Linked DNA regions of Triticum aestivum: region 2 is linked to region 1. The links are chromatin contacts, called in public Hi-C maps. All regions are on one chromosome and are shown on one strand. The core of a region is the stretch at or near the end of the contact, and the rest is flanking DNA. Distances in the headings are between cores, read along the strand shown.

What was found. A called contact is a pair of places that touch in the nucleus more often than the background predicts.
Region 2: a Hi-C map of leaf shows a contact between it and region 1, with 4 times the contacts expected there. The contact joins the promoter of LOC123180598 here to the promoter of LOC123180597 in region 1. A contact is called at or near these places in 3 of 5 Hi-C or Micro-C datasets (all in leaf).

Annotation. Positions count from the first base shown.
Region 1 is chr1D:105,687,552-105,691,853 of IWGSC CS RefSeq v2.1, reverse strand. LOC123180597 (GDSL esterase/lipase At1g09390) reads left to right here and starts at 2,884. Exons shown (of 5, transcript XM_044592677.1): 1 at 2,884-3,475. The coding sequence starts at 3,019.
Region 2 is chr1D:105,930,649-105,935,069 of IWGSC CS RefSeq v2.1, reverse strand. It overlaps LOC123180598, which reads left to right and starts at 1,814. Exons shown (of 7, transcript XM_044592679.1): 1 at 1,814-2,096; 2 at 3,554-3,685; 3 at 3,786-3,859; 4 at 3,951-4,421. The coding sequence starts at 3,592.

The DNA of each region.
Region 1 (4,302 bases), core at 1,635-4,134:
TCCAACCCATCACCGTCCAGCAAGCCTACGATGGAATTACTCACGCACAGCGGTGAGCATCATGAAATTGGTGATGGAGGATGGTTGATGATGACGATGGCGACGGATTCCCTCTCCGGAGCCCCGAACGGACTCCAGATCAGCCCTCCCGAGAGAGTTTAGGGCTTGGCGGCGGCTCCGTATCGTAAAACGCGATGAATCTTTCTCTCTAATTTTTTTCTCCCCGAACACGAATATATAGAGTTGGAGTTGAGGTCGGTGGAGCTCCAGGGGGGCCACGGGGCAGGGGCGCGCCCCCCACCCTCGTGGAAAGGGTGTGGGCCCCCTGTCCTTGATTCTTTCGCCAGTATTTTTCATATTTTCCAAAAATAATCTCTGTGAAGTTCCAGGTCATTCTGAGAACTTTTGTTTCTGCACAAAAATAACACCATGGCAATTCTGCTGAAAACAGCGTCAGTCCGGGTTAGTTCCATTCAAATCATGCAAGTTAGAGTCCAAAATAAGGGCAAAAGTGTTTGGAAAAGTAGATACGACGGAGACGTATCAAGCTACGCAATGCCGGACGCCTCGAAGCACCGTCCCCGACCCCTTCTTCCTCCTCGGGTCGTCGGAGATCCCCCTCGCCGCCCCGACTGCTCCGGACCATCTCTAAGCTCGCCGACCTGCTCGTCCGACTCGCCGTGAGCCTCTGATCCCAGCCATCCCTCTCTTCTTCCTTGTAGACCGCCGTAGCCACCGGACCGCCTACGCCCAGACCCGCCGCCACCTGCGCTCACCGCCGACGCGACTCCGGCGACCAAATGGTCCGCCCAGCGCGTCCAACCCACTCACCGCATCGCGTAGGCCCCCGCTAGCGCCTCATCTCGCTTGCTCGCGCACCGCAGCACTGCCGCGCTCACACAAGAGCTCCGGCCACCACGGTCGAGCTCCTCGCCGTCGCCTTCGGCCGCCCTAGCTGTTGTTGCCTGCTGCACTGGACGCGGGCGAGCTCTAGCTCCCCGTAGCCGCTCCTCGCCGTCCATTTGGACGCCATCGGAGCAATCCCGAGCCCCTCCGCCATCTCTGGCCTCGACGGCGTCAAGTCGCCGGTGGGTTTGACCTCGTCTGACCAGGGTTTGACCGCCCTAGGTCACTGGCGTGTGGGCCCGCCCGGCTAATTAATCTATTTAGGTTTAAACTTAATTAGATTAGCCCTGTTAGACTGACACACGGGCCCCACTGGTCAGTTTGACCTGGTCGGCGTCTGTTGACCTACTGACGTCACACCGACGTCATGCTGACGCAGTTAACAATTTTCTGGATTAAAAATAATCCAGGAAATTTCAGAAAATGTTTAAAACTTCTAAAATTCATAGAAATTAAACCATAACTCCAAATGAAATAATTTATATATGAAAATTTATCAAAAAATCCAATCTATCCCTATGTACCATTTCCATGCATGTTAGAACAACTTATGGCTTCTGTTTAGGACAAACCAAATAAATGGCATTTGCATATCCACATATGGAGTTTGAATTTGAATCTTGGATTCAAACCAACTTCATTTAAATTGTTGCTAGTTGCATTAGCTCAAACCACAGCATATTGACATGTCATGATCATGCATCATATTGTTGCATTGCATTGATTGTGTTCCTTCTCTGTTGCCGGTATTTGCCCCCTCTTAGTAGACGTGGTTCCGACGATGAGATCGATGACACCGATCAAGAACTACTATCTTCAGATGTGCCAGGCAAGCAAAAACCCCTTGTTCATTCCGATACAATCCCATTCTCTCGCTCTTGCTCTCTTTTACTGCATTAGGACAACAACGTGTCAACTGTTACATGCTGCGGTAGTTGAACCCCTTTCCTCTGCATGACCTGTCTTTGCCACAGTAAATAGTTGAAACCCACTAGCATGATTAGTATTTGTTTGATCTATGATGTGTCTACTCATTCATGCTTGCTTATTATGCCTGCTATGCTTAGAGTTGTGTCAGGTCTGATTCATCTGGGATGGATTGGAATGGTGTGAACATGTCCTACTGTTGAGAGCTAAGTGTGTGAACACGATTTGGTAAAGGTATCGATGAGAGGCCATGTAGGAGTACATGGTGGGTTGTTTCATTGGAACCGTCCTTAGGAACTGAGTTCTGTGTATGTGATTTAAGATCAACTACTACCACACATTGGGATCCTTAATTGACCCTCTCGACTTATTAACTGCCCTTGTCCTCTATCCAGGAGTTGCAAGTAGTTTCTGGTCTTTGTAGTATACTGGAGGCCGTGCGCAGCGCTGACCCTAGGGGTGGGCTATGATGCGGTAGGTACGTGGCACAGTGTATCGGGACGCCCGTTTGGTGCCTCGGTTGTAATCGGTGATGTTTGCTTTATATATAAAGCGGGGAAACCTTTTTTCGTCATAAGTGCCACACGTATGGCACGAACACATTGCAACTCTGAATGATTTTTATGGCAAGTTTAGTGACGTAAGAATGACAACTTTAGTTGTCAAACATATCACTCTTTCTTTTCGGATGACAAGTTCAATTTTTTTTTAAAGACATCACAGTAAATTTACTACATGACACACGTGTGGTACTTATCATTTATGTAAAAAATGTTCAGCTAAAAGAAAAGAAGACCATACTGCCCTTTTTTTTTTACTTTTTCGGAGGGGGGGTGTATGTACCGAAGCAGGCCTCAAATAACATAGCTGCGCATAGGCAGATATTTTTGCTGTTTTTTTAGCTTACACTTTGGCTAGTTCGTCTAGAAATGAAAGTCACGAAAACAAAAGGTAAACAGGGGCACGCACCAACCCCTCCACATGTTTTGTTCATTGTGGTATTATTTCGAGCTTTCTCTTCGTTTGAAGCATTGTGTTGTGTGCATTTGGGAGCTCGCTAAATAACACTGTATATAAACAACACACACAGACACAGACTGAGAGACAGACAAGAGTCGCACATCAGAGAGCACGGAGGGAGAAGACCGACAGCCAGCGGCAGTGGCTAGGTAGACAAGGCCAGCCATGGCGAGCGGGCCGAACGGGGGAGGCAATGGAGGGGGCGCCGGCGGCGGGCTGATGAAGAACATGAGCCTGCTGCGGCTGCAGTACTACTGCGTGCTGGGCGCGGTGGCCGGGGCCGTCCTGTTCGCGACGCTCCGCTACATGCCGGCCGCCAGCAGCGGCGCGGCCCTCTCCACCACCTCCGCGCTCGCCACCGCCGCGGCGCCCGCCGGGGCCGGGTCCGGGGCGGGCGAGCACCGGAAGATCAAGGGGACGGCGCCGGCGCCCGCGAAGGCGGCGGCCAAGGTGGTGACGAAGCCCAAGGAGGTGGTGGTGTTCAACTTCGGCGACTCCAACTCGGACACGGGCGGGGTGGCGGCGATAATGGGGATCCGCATCGCGGCGCCGGAGGGGCGCGCCTTCTTCCACCACCCCACCGGGCGGCTCTCCGACGGCCGCGTCGTCCTCGACTTCATCTGTGAGTGCCTCTTCCCCCCGCGTTCCCCTCCCCTCTCCCCTCGTCACTTCAGGCAAAGTAGAAATTAATTAGATTAACCAAGTGCTAGTAATTTAAATACTCCTACGAGTACTGTTTTTTTCGAGGGAATTTCCTACTACTACTACGAGTAGATGAATCCACCGAATGTCTTGTCGGAATGCGTAATCTATCTCCAATATGCTTAGCCGCATTGGGAATCGATTGTGGGGAGGGAGAGGGCGCGTTTGAACTGAAGATTACTAGTAGTAACAAGGTTGGTGGAAGAATTGAAAATCATGGTTAGTCGCTGGCTTTTGAATTGAAAATCATTTCCCTTTGATTAATATTTTGGTGAGAGACTACTACAAGATTGATTTTTCTTGACCGTCGTTCGAGCTCATAACCATGGCGTGGCCTGCCATCAGGTGAAAAAACACGAACGCAGTCCAATGTGTACGTTGTTTTCGCCTTCCCCACCATACCGTGTGAAAGTTTTGCCGGCCAAATCGTGACCTCCATCCATCTACTCCTACCCAGCTGGCATGCCATCGCATTTCTTCCACGCCACCGAATCAACGTGGTCTGGCGGATTCCGTTGGTTTTTGACGCGTTCGGCTTGACGCCAAAAACTGTGGCGAGACGCGTCTCTCCGCCGCTCTTGTCCCGCGTTTCCATGAGAAACCAGGCTCATGGGCCATGGCCATCGCGGGGAGGTAGATCCACCCCCGAATTGATGGCCAACCAACGTGTGATCGCAGCTGACGCCAAAGTCCCATAGTACGTCTGTCTGTCTGTCTGTCCGTCCGTTCGCTCTCTCATGATGCGCA
Region 2 (4,421 bases), core at 565-3,064, 240 kb before region 1:
TCATTTAGACTAGGCTAGAATGATAAAGTTTAGTTGAAATGTGTAGAAAATCTAATGAATGTGCTATGGTATAAATGAAAAAACATCTGGTTTGCATGTAATTCTTCCGGGTTGTTAAAAATCCTCTTTGAAATGTATGCAGACATGGTTGGATGGCCGACTCTTGTATCATTGTTTGTGAAAGTGACCGTACGCGTCCACGAACGAATACAGTGTCTGTTTTAGCAGCCAGCGTTGGAGACGCCCTGTGTATTAATATGTTCGAGATATTAGTCTTGAGGTAGCAAGACTTCTCTTGCTTAGGATTTCATGTTGTTTGTTTCAGATATCCAGTTTAAGATATGAATTTCATCAATACATGTCTTTTGTTTATGTTCTTTGATTTGATGTGTGGGATTATTTGTCCCCTTCGTATTTCGTGCTCATTTAATTTTGAGGAAAGTATATTTTTCATCCCTCAACTCTTCGTGAAGTCTAGATTTGGTCCCTTAACTTGAAATCCGGACAACTTGCATCCCCAACTACCGAAAACGGACAAGTTTCATCCCCGGTCTTGGTTTTGACCGGTTTTGGTAATGACTCACCCCGGTTTTGACCGGTGCTGACTCAAATTCACGTATTTTTTTCATATTCGTGAACTTTTTGAAATTCACATACTCTTTTCAAATCCGCGTTGTTTTTGCAAGGTCGCATAATTTTCTCAAAAATAAATATACTTTTTTCAAATCCGTGAACTATTTAAAATTTGCTTACTTTTCTCAAATCCATCCTTTGAAAAAAATGCGTACTTTTTTGGAATCCGTATATTTTTCCCAAGTTCGTGTAATTTTATCAAATCCATGAATTATTTTTGAAATTCGCATATTTGTTTCTAATCTGCATACATTTTAAAGTTCAGGCATTTCTTTCAAATCCGTGTCTCTTTTCCAATCGATGAACTTTGTCTGAAACTCATGTACTTGTTTCAAGTGGACATATTTTTTCAAATCCACATAAATTTGCGTAAAAGAGTTTGAAATCCGCATACTTTTTTCAAGTTCGCATAAATTTTTCAAATTCATGAATTCTTTCCAAAAAATGTACGCGAATATGAAAGTCCATTTAAAAAATTACATGAACTTTTAAAAAGTACGCGGAGTTGAAAAAAGTACGTGAACTTGGAAAAAGTACGTGGATTTAAAAAAAGTACACAATTTTTTTAAAAAGTTGACATATTTGAGAAAAGTACCAGAATTTGAAAACATTACACGGACTTGGAAGAAGTACATGAATTTCAGTCGGCACGGTCAAAGGCAAGGTGGGACAACACTAAAACCGGTCAAAACCGTGAACAAGGATGAATCTTGTCCGGTTTCAGTAGTTAAGGGTGCAAGTTGTCCGGTTGTGGAGTTGAGAGAGTAAATCTAGACTCCGCCAAAAATTGAGGGGCGAAAAGTATACTTTTCTCTTTAATTTTTGATCATATAAGTCTTATATCGGAAAACTTACATTGTTGGATTCATATTCAAAACAAGGTTTCCAATACTACTATTTTCGTGTGTTTTTTTGTAAAATCAAAGATTAAAGTTTGACCCAAAATACGAGTGACTAATTAAGCCGGATGTAGAACCAAATCACTTGTCTTTATATCTGTTGTCGCCCACGTGTCAGCGGACTAGGACATCCACAGATCACAGCCAACGCTTCGCTTTCGCATCGCCAGTTCGCCACCACCATCTGGGTCCCTGAGGACGCACGCGCCCACATGTCAGTGAGCGGGACCAAAACGGAGAACTCCGTTCTCTCCGTCGGAAACAGAATGGCCGCCGTCAGTCCCTCTACAGCCATGCCCCCTCTCTCCCGCTCCGAACGCGGTCCCACGCGGGGGCCAACATGTCAGTGACAGCAAAACAAGCCAGATGGCGCCTGCCAGCGTACTTGCACAGCACCGCCGCATCCGCACCGCACTGGCCTCTTCCCCTCCCACGCTTCCTTTTCCCGCTTGTCGCTTCCGCTCCTCCTCCTCCTCGCCGCCCCCCGCCTCCGTCCCGCCCGCTAGGGTTTCCGCCTCGGCCGCCGCCGACGACGACCAGCGGGTGCACGCCGCCTCAGTGCCGGTGAGCTCTCTCGTAGAACCCGTACCGCGTGCTGCTCGCTTGCTGGGGCTGGGCGTGTCCGTTTCCGCTTCGGGGGTACGGTGTACGTACGGCGCAGCGAGGGTTTTGTTCCGCGGTGGCGTGCTCCGATCATGTGCGACGGGGGTTCGGTGCCGGCGAGCGAGCTTTCTCGCCCGGCTCGAACCCCTTGTCCGCGCTGCTTTGCCGTACGGTTTTCTGCTCGCTGGCTGGAGGCAGGGGTTTTGGGGGTTTCTGCATTCGGTGCTGTAGAGAGGGTTTGGTTTCGCGGTGGTGCGGTCGGATCGTGTGCCCCGGGGTTGGGGAGTTCCCGCTGATCGGTGTCGAACGATCTAGGGTTTCGTGCTTCGCTTGGGTGGCCGTAGCGTAGCCTGGGCCGGTTCTGTTGGTTCGGTATGCCCGTCGGGGTGAAATGGAGGTGCATTTGTGATGAAGGGACTCCTTTTGCCGCTCGCGTGGCATTGTTTTATTGGGCTTATGGTGGATAGGCCAATTGGGTTGTCAATTTTGCAATAACAAAGTCATGGCTGAATGCTTGGTTTTGCTCCCAAAAAAAAAAGCTGAATGTTTGGTGTGCTGTGCTTTGCTGGTCGGCTGGTTCGATGCATGCGTTCGTTCTTGGGGTTTGTAGGAATAGAGGAAATGGGGGTGTGAAGAGTTTAGCTCTGAGTAGGCTCAGATTGGTAGCATGTGGTTTAGCTAGCCACGGATTGGCGAGTTACACATGTTCGAATTGTCCTGGGTTGGCAGTTACAATTATTGCTATTGCTTGTGTAGTTGCATGGCTAACTAAATGGGCTTGTTGCAAATACCACGATCTTGTATTTCTGTCATCGCACTGTTTGGGGGGGTTTTGGGATGGGATTTTGCCTTATGTTTGTTTGGGGTATAGCGTTTCACTTGTTTCCCAATGGTTTTGTGTTCTGTTTTACTTTTAATGGATGGATTGGAATTTTTTACTGTGGTTGTTAGGGATAGGCAAATGGGGCTGTCAATTTTGCAATTACCAATTCTTAGCTGAATGTTTGGTGTGCTTTGCTGGTTGGCTGGTTCGATGCATGTGTTTGTTACTTTGTTCCATGTTTTTGTGTAGTTACATGGCTAACTAAATGGGCTTGCTGCAAATACCATGATCTTGTATTTCTGCTATCGCGCTGTTTGGGGGTTGTGCCTATGCTTGTTCGGGTATAGCTTTTCACTTGTTTCCCAATGGTTTTGATGATGCAGCATTAGCAGGTTTTGGAGTTAATGAACTAAGTTCTGTTTTACTTTTAACGGATGGATCAGAACTACTGTTCAAAGGTCAATTTTTATTACCAAGCGATGCTCATAGTTGATTCGGAATGTTGGAACTGTTGGTTGCATGGGTTGCGTTGTATGTTCAGAAGCCATTTTGCTAATTATGGTGATGAACTGATCGTGAGATGTTTCAGTTGTAGATCGCACCAGTGCCCGTCTTTCAGAGTGACTGCATTCCATGGATCTTGAGGCAAACTCTGAGCTCATATTTGGAGAGGAATTCTGCTTTCCTGCTAATGCAACTTACTATCCGACTCCATATGGTCCAACTGGTAATATTTGATGACTTCTTAATTAAGTGATAAGTCTTGCTGGCTGAGTTGCATAGTTAATCACTTAATGTGTCACCTGACTTTATTCTCTTGGTTGCAGGAATTACTCTGCCTGCTGAGTTGTATGAGCACCAGGCAATTTGGAGATGTGGTGATCAAGATCTACACTACTTGGTTAGTACTGCAGAAGTGCAGAATGCTATTTCGTTCTTGATTCAATTGTTCTCCAATGTGTTTGATTAGGTATGTACTTGTCCCTCGACAGGGCCAACAGGCTGAAGGCACATCATACTCGTATTATGTTGTCCCTGACTATGGGATTGCACATTCTCCCCGTCCCCGTGGCCCTTACCCTTCAGAACATTGTGCTATAGCTGATGGCAGGTTTGCTAGATCCCGAGAGTATCTTGCTAAGACTGCTGACATCGTATGCCACCAACCAGTTCCTATACCCCACTATGATGTTCTCCCATCTGCTGCACAGTGGGGCCCAGCTAGCACGTCGCAAACTCTTATGTGCAATGATAGTCTGTTCATCCCCACTGATCAAGGCCAAAGTTTCCCTGTTGTTCCAAAAAAGGGTATTACATGGAATCCATCTCTACAATCAACCAGTGTTTCTTCAAAGAAATTCGAAAACCATGCTATGCTATCAACAGTACAACTGCATAGTACAGATCCATGGAAGCAAAATCTAGCAGCTGGAAGTGGAACTATGGTACCTGCTAAACTTCGC